2 separate regions of the Sus scrofa genome follow, and region 1 is linked to region 2. A link is a contact called in public Hi-C data. All regions are on one chromosome and are shown on one strand. Each heading gives the region's core, a stretch centred on a gene start, on an enhancer-like site or on the middle of the called end of the contact. The rest is flanking DNA. Distances are from core to core; before and after follow the strand shown. Region 1 has its middle 43 kb from the start of TRNAE-UUC. Region 2 has its middle 22 kb from the start of AKIRIN2.

Evidence for each region. Hi-C and Micro-C count contacts between places; a contact is called where the count stands out from the background.
Region 1: a contact with region 2 is called in a Hi-C map of skeletal muscle, with 4 times the contacts expected there. The contact joins two enhancer-like sites. A contact is called at or near these places in 1 of 47 Hi-C or Micro-C datasets (skeletal muscle) and 2 of 2 datasets of contacts at active chromatin or transcription factors (alveolar macrophages and skeletal muscle).

The regions. Positions count from the first base shown.
Region 1 is chr1:56,259,128-56,263,645 of Sscrofa11.1, forward strand. No RefSeq gene overlaps it. Among named protein-coding and RNA genes, the nearest start is that of TRNAE-UUC, 43 kb to the right of the region's middle. Within about 2 kb of position 2,659, at least 9 of the 83 cell types and tissues checked have an H3K27ac peak or open chromatin away from gene starts, as enhancers often do. A contact at or near this core is called in skeletal muscle, where this site is marked.
Region 2 is chr1:56,089,065-56,094,295 of Sscrofa11.1, forward strand. No RefSeq gene overlaps it. Among named protein-coding and RNA genes, the nearest start is that of AKIRIN2, 22 kb to the left of the region's middle. Within about 2 kb of position 3,702, at least 20 of the 83 cell types and tissues checked have an H3K27ac peak or open chromatin away from gene starts, as enhancers often do. A contact at or near this core is called in skeletal muscle, where this site is marked.

The DNA of each region.
Region 1 (4,518 bases), core at 1,409-3,908, 170 kb after region 2:
TTTCATCATTGGATTTCCTCACTTTTGACGATCCAGGATGTGGTTGTGGTAGGCCAGAGTGTGGTTATTTTGAAATTTGAGGTTTCTGCCCAGCTACCTCCAAGAATTCTTAGTGGGTGGCATTGCCTGTGTCCTTTCAGACTTAAACGGGAAAAGAAGTGGGTACAGAAAGAAGCTTTTGTCTAGAAAATGCAGTATTTTCATGTTTAAGCTATCATTTTTACAAATGAGACATAGTATCATTAAGCCATAGTATGTAACGGGTTTTCAGCTAGAATTTTGTGATGTGCTTTTAAAAACAAAAAACAAACAAAAAACCCAAACATATCAGGTCTATACAATGGGCCTGCTAAATTCTGAACTCTTTACACCTTTTTTCTCTTCAAAATGCCCCAAACTTCATGCTGTAATTTTAACTTATGGTAAAGATTTTACTGGTTGACATGTTGGCAAAAAGAAAGAGGTGACATATGAGTTAAGACTTCAGTTATCTGCCTTTTAATTTTTTTAAAAACTCTTTTCCATTATGGTTTTATTACAGGATATTAAATATAGTTCCCTGTGCTATGTAATAGCACCTTGTTGTTTATCCGATGCACTTTGATTTAGGCTAATTTTCTAAATTTCAAGCTGTACCTAATGGCCTGTCTGCCACGTGAAGCAGAAAGCCACAGATGTCCTCTGAACAATTGTTTGAAAGTAAGGCATTTCAACAGCTCCTACTACATGAGGAGACCACCTGGGCATATAAAAACCATCTTTCATTTCAAAGTGGACAGGAAACACAAGACATTCTAAAACATTGCCTGGAAATCATGCAAGAAAATTAAGTTTTCCTTCAGAAATAATTAGGCTTGAAAACAAATATGCCCTGACTAAAGCAACGGGGCTGGTTGGCAGAGGAGGAGAGTAAACTGCTATCCAGCTATTAGAGGTGTTTATGAAAGTGGGGCAGGAAAGTGCCCATGAAACTAGGCCAGACTCTAGGTTCATAACCACAGATGATCTGCTGTGACATAATTTTTTATAAGGGCTCAAAAGTGTGGCAAACATTTATATTGGAGGACAAAAGAAAAAGCAGCATCTAGAACCGCCTATGTGGTAAAATGCCAGATACCATGGCTCTGACAGTAAGAGGAATTTTTTTGTTCTGCACCTTCAGAGTTAATTTTCCTCTCCTCATGAAGTCCGGAGGAATTACAAAAATCTTTTATATCAGATTTGCAAATCCTGATAAGTTACCCACCCCTACTCTCTATCAGCTTGCCCTTTCGACAGGCGGTGCGCAGTAAAATGAATAAATTCAGCATATTTTCCTGTTCACCAAGCATAAATTATTACTAACTGTGGTGAGAGGCTATTTGAAAAGCCGTTTTATTTTCTATACCGAAAAGCTTCTTTTATCTATAAAGGATTCTGTTTGAAATCGAAGTAGATATTGTCTTATCTTTGTGACCCCAGGAAACTGAACTAGAATGACATATTTCTACTCTAAAGAGGGCAATGAGAGGATTCATGTGTACGCTAGATAAACTCTGCTAATCTATTCCTGCTCTTGGATCAGATTTCCAGTCTGTGAAACACTAGGAGACTCACTCTAGCATTTGTATGTGATACAACACCATTGAAATTATCTATGAGTGTGTTCTAATTGGCAGGCTTCAGCCGGGGGGCGGGGGGAAGGGCAGGGGGATGCGGGGGAGGGCACGGGCGAGTAGGATTGGACCCTGTGACCTCAGAGATCCCTTCCAACTGACAAGCATTCCAAGGCTTTCATGCCATAGCCCTTTAGTAATAGGCTGCTGCCCTGATATTTTTGCCCAGCCTTTTAGCTCTAGTCCATTAAGTCATGATTTCCCTCAAACACCGTCCCTGAAAGGATGGTAGCAATTTGGCAAAGTGTCAGTTCGAAGTAGCACTAACAAAATGTGTATCTATCCAATGATCATAGCTTTTATTCATTGACAAACAGCCTGGAAATTCATAAATAGTTTTCATGTGATAGCACATTTCTTCTATCCTCATTTCATCTGAGCTCTGTCATCATCATAAACTGGGCATTGAACCATTGAAGCTGGCATTCAGCATTAACATGTGATATGGTACCCCTCACCATTTTGCTCGTTCTTGGTTGCTTTTTCTTTCTTTTATTTATTTATATGTTTATTTTGGAGGAGCGCAGAAAGGATCAATGATTTCTAAAAATGAACATTTTAAAAAAGTGAAGTATAGTTGATTTACAATGTTGTGTCAGTTTCTGGTGGACAGCAAAGTGATTCTGTTATACACACATACACATATATATTCTTTTTCGTGTGTTCTAAATGATAGGTTATTACAAGATATTGAATATAGTTCCCTGTGCTCTACAGTAGGTCCTCAGAGCAGTATGTATTTGCTAATCCCAAACTCCTAATTTATCCCCCCCAACATTTCCCCTTTCCTAACTGTAAGTTTGTTTTCTGCATCTGTGAGACTGTTTCTGTTTTGTAAATAAGTCCATTTGTATCATATAAAAATGAACATTTTTAATGAAGCCACTATTTGGGCATCAGTGCTAGAGAAAAGAGATTGGACATTTTGAACCTTGTGTGGTAAGGCAGAAAATAATCCTGAATCAAAGCCTCTTGGCTGCGAGCAGGGCTGACTCACAAGCTTGGCTCTTCCATTCAGCAGGAAGCAGCACTTGGAGGGGACTGACTCACTTGCCCAGGCAGCACGTGCGTGAGGTTGAGCCGTGAGACCAACTGCCTCACAAGCCGTGGTGGTGGTTCTCTCTGCGAAGTGAAAAGCATGTGAAAATTATTCATCCTCATATGTTAGGTCTTAAAATAGTTTGCTCTGTTGATCCATTTATAAGAAACGTGCAACCACTTTTCTCAGCCCACCTGGGTGAACGTTCAAATGACCGAAAACAGTTTCTGGTAGAAATACACGCGGTATAAAACGTTGGCATCAACTTTGACTTCACTCCCTTTTCTGCCTCGAAATCTCTCTTTAGTCACAAAATAGTTACCCCTGAATTTCCTTATTGGGGAAGCCACCCCATTACCCAATTTAGGTCCTTGTCACCTCTCACCTCTGTCATCGCCATTGCTTTTAAACAGCATGAAGTGGTTAGGATTTCTTGGTTGCAAGCAACAGAATCCAAATCTGGGTAATAAGGGATTACTGGAAGGACTCACAGAATCAGTAGGAGATGGGCAACTGGGTTTCGAACAGGTAGGAATAAGGCATCTCTGGAAGCCTGGAAGCAGGAAGCAAACACCTGCTTCATAGCAGCTTGAATCTGTTTGAGGTCAGGACAGCTGTGGCCATAGACAGTGTGCCATTTCTTTTGATCTCATGTCATTGGTTTAAAGTGAGTCCAAGTGACACCTTTGTCCCTGGATGTGCTGGGGTGAAAAAGAAGAAAATCTTATTCTATGGCTTCCTGGATCCCTGGAATTACTGTCCCTCTAAGACGACACATAACACATGGTGGAATGAGGTAATCACCCAAAATAAAACTGGTGAGAAAGGATGCTTGGTGACAAATACCCTGGAGAAAGGATTTCCCCCTCCAATCCCTCATCCCTCCAACCCATTTCAATTTAACAAACATCTAAGTATTAACCCCGCACAAAGTGCAACATTAGGTATTGGGAATTCTGGGAAAAGGGATCTTCTACACTTTGCTACCAATTGCACTGCATTTGGCGGGGCCATGTACTCTGACGGCTTTTTTTAAAGACAATATTTTTCAAGAATAGGTTTAGGTTCACAGTACAATTGAAAGAAAGTTATCGAGAAATTTTCCATATGACCTCTGCTTCCATATAAGCAGAGCCTCCTCCATTACTGACATCCTCCAGCAAAGTGGTACCTTTGTCACACAGGTGATCATCCTACATTGGTGCATCATAATCACTCAGAGTCTGTAATTCACATTAGGGGTCACTCTGGGTATTGTATATTGCGGAAGTTGGAACAAATTAATAATGACTTGTATCTACCTTTGTGATATTATACAAAGTATTTACACTGCCCTAAAAATTTTCTGTGCTGTACTTATTTGCTCCTCCCTCCAACCCCTAACCATTGACCTTTCTCCTGTCTCTATAGTTTTGCCTTTTTCGAATGTCACATAGTTGGAATCATAGTCTGCAACACTTCCCAATTGTCTTCTTTTACTTAATACTACGCATTTACATTTCCTTCATGTCCTTTCATGACTTGATAGCTCTGTTTTTTTTTTTTTTTTTTTTTTTTTTTTTAGGGCCTCACCGCCCGGCATGTGGAGGTTCCCAGGATAGGCGTCTAATTGGAGTTACAGCTGCCGGCCTACACCACAGCCACAGCGATACCAGATCCAAGCTGCATCTGTGGCCTACACCACAGCTCACGGCGACGCTGGATTTGTAACCCACTAAGCGAGGCCAGGGATTGAACCTGCAACCTCATGGTTCCTAGTTGGATTCGTTTTCCACTGTGCCACAATGGAAACTCCTTGATAGCTCTTTTTCAAAGTGCTTAATA
Region 2 (5,231 bases), core at 2,452-4,951:
TGATTTTTTTTTTTTCATCACATTTCCCCAGCTGGTAGACACCAATACGGTCACATTAATAAGTCCTAAATTTTACTGGCTTTTGCTTTTACTTGCATAATGTAGATTTTTCTGGTCTCACCCAAATTCTCTTCAGAATCCCTAGAGTTGCTCCTATGTGTTCAAAGCCAGTTCTCTCATGTTCTTCTCTGTTGCCTCCTGTGTTTTTGGCTGTGGCCTAAAAAGCTGTGTGTGGGTCAGGACCCATAACAGTGCCAAGCATGACAAGACTGATACATCAAATGTGTGCTGCCTCTAATGATTCCACTCTGTGTTACTCTTGGACAGAAAGTCCCGCAGCCTATGTTCACTTGTTTTACAGGTGTCCCTTATTAAAATCCTTCCTTCAGTGACCACATACAGCCCTTCTCTCTGAGGCTCAGTTGTGAGTACCTGGGACTAAGCTGAACATGGTGCTAGTTACCTTTTTTTTTTTTTTTAATCTTTTCCTTTTCCTTATTCTTTCCCCAACACAAGGCTCTCCTCCCCTCATCCCTTATGCAAATCAACACATGCAAATAGCCATTTGCAAATAGCCATTGCTGGCTGTAACATTATAGTTCATCACTCAATCTTTGTCCAATCTGTGTCCCCCAAATTGGAATGATTTCAGACCAAGCTGATGGACTTCTGAAGCATTCTTTTTATTTTTCAACATTTCACAGTTGTCGTTATAATGCAATTTTCAACAAGTAGAAAAGCATGACCTGAAACAATCAGTATGTCCTGTGAAATTCATGCTGACATAGCCTGCCTTTGCTGGGGTACTTTCTTAGAGATGACTTCTTCCCCTACACCCTTGGGTATTTCTCTATTAAGAAAATGCAGGCAACTTCTTTGGCAAGTAGATACAGAACATCAGCACCCGCGATGAGTCTTAGGAAAATGGAACAATTAGGGGATTTCTCAGCAGTTTCACTGCCAGTTTTCCCTAGGTATTTATATCAGTGTTTATTTTAACGACTTCAATCAGGGTATTTTACTCACCCTAACTCAGAGGCTCAAGATTTTGGAGATCAACAGAGGATTCAATATATTATCCTCTTGCTTTGCAGAAATTATTGGGTGGAGTTTTTCTGTGAGTAAATGGAGCAGTAAAAATCTCTTCTTACCAGTACTTTCCACCCCAGCTTTGCCATTTGGCATCTGTCCACCTGTAGTTATTTTAACAATTCCAGCTTATAGTTCATAAAGCAATATTATGCCTACGGATTAAGCCCCTCAAATAGCATTCACAAATCTCTCCTCTAGAAAGTATTACCCCAAATGCCTCAGAATTCTGTACTTACAAGATTTACACTGTTTTTTTGGTCTATGTTATGATTTGGGGGGAAAGAGTTTGCTCCTGTGTAGTAAATTCCTAAAACCTTTTCCAAATTCATCAAAGGACAAAGAATGGAAACATTAGTGAATATGAGAAGGGACATCCAACCATACTCTGAGGGAGAGATCTCACAAGCTGCCAAAGTGGCCCAAAAGGACTTAAAGGGAAAAGACATGCCAAGGAGGACATAAGCCCTCTAATTGATTTCAAGCTGAAGATGCAATCTAGTGAGATCTGACTGCTGAAAAATATCTTGGATCTCAGTTTATTTCTCTTCTCTTTTTTTTTTTTAGGCCTGCACCTGCAGCATATGGAGATTCCCAGGCTAGGGGTCGAATCAGAGCTGCAGCTGCTGGCCTACACCATAGCCACAGAGCAACACTAGATCCAAGCTGCGTGTGTGACCTACACCACAGCTCATGGCAACACCATATCTTTAAGCCACTAAGCAAGGCCAGGGATCAAACCTGTGTCCTCATGGATGCTACTTGGGTTCGTTAACCACTGAGCCACAATGGGAACTCCTATTTCTCCTATCTCTAGTTGAATCCTAGAGGTGAAAGGAGGCATTTTTGAGGATATGGTAGGAAGTCAGGCAGGCTACATAAGAAGAGATTGCAAAAGATATAGAGGAGAAATGTGACTCAAGATGTACATGGGGATAGTTTGACTCCCTAGAAGAACTGATTCTTTCATCAATGCCTGTTTCCATCACTGTAGTGCAATGTCAACCCTCTCTTCCATTTTCTGACAACTAATTTTTCAAGGATCTGTACAAATACTCAGTTAAAAATATCTAACCACACATAAATTAAACAGCTTGTTTTAATGTATATGAAATAGATAACCAGATCATCTTAGCAGTGGTTATGATGAAAGTGTAGAGAGAGAAAAAAAAAAAAAGAGATAATGAGGGGAAAAGATACCAAACATATCCAACTATTTTTTGCAGGGTATAAAAAGTCTCATAGCGGAGTTCTCATTGTGGCTCAGTGGGTTAAGGACCCAACGTTGTCTCTGTGAGGATGCAGGTTCAATCTTTGCCCTTGCTCAGTGGGTTAAGGATCTGGCATTACTGCACACTGTGGCGTAGGTTGCAGATGTGGCTTGGATCAGCCATTGCTGTGCTTGTGGCAAAGGCCCCAACTGCAGTTCCCATTCGACCCCTAGTCAGGAAACTTCCCTAGGCTGCAGGTGCAGCTTTGTAAAAAGAAAAAAGAAAAAAGTCTCTTAGTACATGTACAGTTAACCAGAAAATTTAAAGTTCATTAATTATAAAGCTCAAGTAGTTCTGAGATTAGACATTATTTTGGTTTAGTCCATAAAATAAACTTTGTGTCTGGGGCCCATGAAGGAATTTTCTCAGATTTTCTTCATTTTTCTTATTTTTTATCGGGAAAGTGTAAGGATAAAGTACAAAATGTATGGAGATATGAAAACTTTCTTGCCTCTCTCAGATGATAAAAAGGTAAGTGAGTCATTTGCTCAAACACCAACCTAGAAATTTTATCTCATGCATCGTTGAATAAGAAGCCTTAGCCGGGCACTCCTCCAGTTGGTAAGAGGATCTCCGAGTCGCATGATGAAAAGGGGACGGCTGAACCTGCTGCCTTTGCTTTCTCCTCCCTCTGGTTTCTGGCAGCCTTTCTGCTCATAGATCATCCTCTTCTGTGATCCTGCATGCAAGTTTCCAAGCCGCTCCCCCTTGGCCCACTCCTGTTTGGATCAGAACCCTGAACCTCGGTGGAGACGCAAAAGCAAACAGGTCTGGCTCAACTTCACTTGATAACACAAAGGAATATGACTTTTAAGTTCCCTGGAAACGGCTGTCATGGTTGGCTGAGCCCGTAGGTCAAGGTCATCAGTGTAATTCCTGGAAAGAGATGCAGAGTGAGTACTGCTGGTCTGGGCCAGGTGCCTCAAATCCTAAAACTTTAGAATAGGAAACATACGCTGTGGTTCTTGAGAGGGACCAGGCAGGTGAGAAAGGTTATAGGAATGAAGGGGAACATTTCCACTAGGGAGAGAGTGGAAAGTATGTGTCCTTAGCTGCGTCACCGACTCAGCTGGGTCACCTGCTCCAAAACAGCTCAGTACTAGAAATCAGAAGAAGCCCAGGGCAGAACAGTCCATGCTCCTCCCAGGAGTGAAGTCCCAGTCGCTTTCCCTTGCAGAGGGGGCAGGAAAACCCTTCTTTCTACTTTGAATTTTCATCGTGATAACCATGCCTTTGCCAAGGAACCCAGATAAAGGAAACTCTGTGTCTTCCTTGGTGAAGTAAACCAGTATGGGCCAGAAAGATGTGAGAAGCCAATGTCAGGAGGAACCATACTTCCTGCATCCCCTCCTGAATCATCCGGTAATAAGCTTCTAACATGCAGAAAGCCCTGAAGAAATACAGCAGAGAAGGAAGTGAATGAGCCAACTGCTTTGGCTCCAAGCCCGAGAAACACCCTGCTTCAAGAATAAAATTGCACCTCTCATGCCAACAGTTCAGGTAAGGGAAACTACACAAATAATGCTTGGAATTCAATGGAAGAACAACCTAAAGAGATCTTATAGTTTTTATTTTATTTTGTTTTATTTTTGGCCTTTAAGATTGCTCTTTTGCTCAGTTTGTTGGCTGGCTTGCTTTAGCTCAGGTGATGAAAGGAGGGGATAAATAATGCACCTTCTTGTTCTGAGTAGCATCTATTAGATGACACAGAGGGACGTCATCCAGGTAAAAGAGGGTGTGGAACCCTGCTCCCTCACACTTCCTGCCTGGGTAAATGGAAAGCCAAGGGCTACTATAAAAAGTAATTTGTGTCCAGCTCTTTGTGGAGGGAAGTATTTTTCACACTGAGAATGTCACACTCCAAATGTTAACCTAGTGCTGTTTCCTGCTCTTACTCATAAAGTGATTCACGTGACTTTTAGTAGCTTTAGCGTCTTCAGAGCAGAGGAACCAGCAGGCCAGTGGCCACCTGATGGAATTACACAACATGGCTTATTTTGGAGAAAAAGGAAGTCGGGGTGAGGATCATTTATCTCATCAGCCTCATGATCACAAAACTTACCCAGGCTAAAAAGAGTCTTTAATCACTCTGCCATTTATACTTTCCCCCCAGCTTCCAAATTCTCATGCTTAAATTCTTTTTTTGTGAAAGCTACTTTTAACTTAAAATTTCTTCCTTCTGGCCTTACTTTTCTATCACTTTTCTCCTGCTTAATCCTTTCCATTATCCAATAATAGACATAGCATAAGGAGTTGAGGAGGTTTCCTTACTCAACCCAACACCAAGGAGTAAGAAGAAACATGGAAGATACTCATACCCCAGGTTCTTGGCTATAATTAAGAAACCAGCTGGTGGCCAAATCCAATGAGTTACATGAAGAACTCTCTAGATTGGCTATCTGCATTACAATCAGACTGACGTAATAATGATACAGTAATAATCAATGACGTAATTTGACTTAATAATGTCAAATTGTGGTTTGACAAAGGTCACCCAAAGATCAAGAATTTCAGGATCTGATAAAAAAAATTTTTTTTAATTGAAAAAAAGAAGCACCAGGGAAAACATCTGATCTGGCAAAATAGCTAATACTTAGGAGCTTACTGTGTGCTGAGCCCTGATCCAATTACTTTACACATATTAACTCATTTAATCCTCACAATAAAGCTGTTTACATTATATCCCCATTTTGCAGATGAAGAAAATCAAGGCACAAAATGGGGCCTGGGATAGAACTAGAGAGGCACTGTCTTTCAAAGGATTTTCTCCTCCATTGCCTTCACCTGTCAGTGCCTTCAGGCTCTGCCTCAGCTCTTTGGCCCAAGGTCATGGCCTTCCAAGGACAGCCTGCCTTGAACAGAATGGCAAGG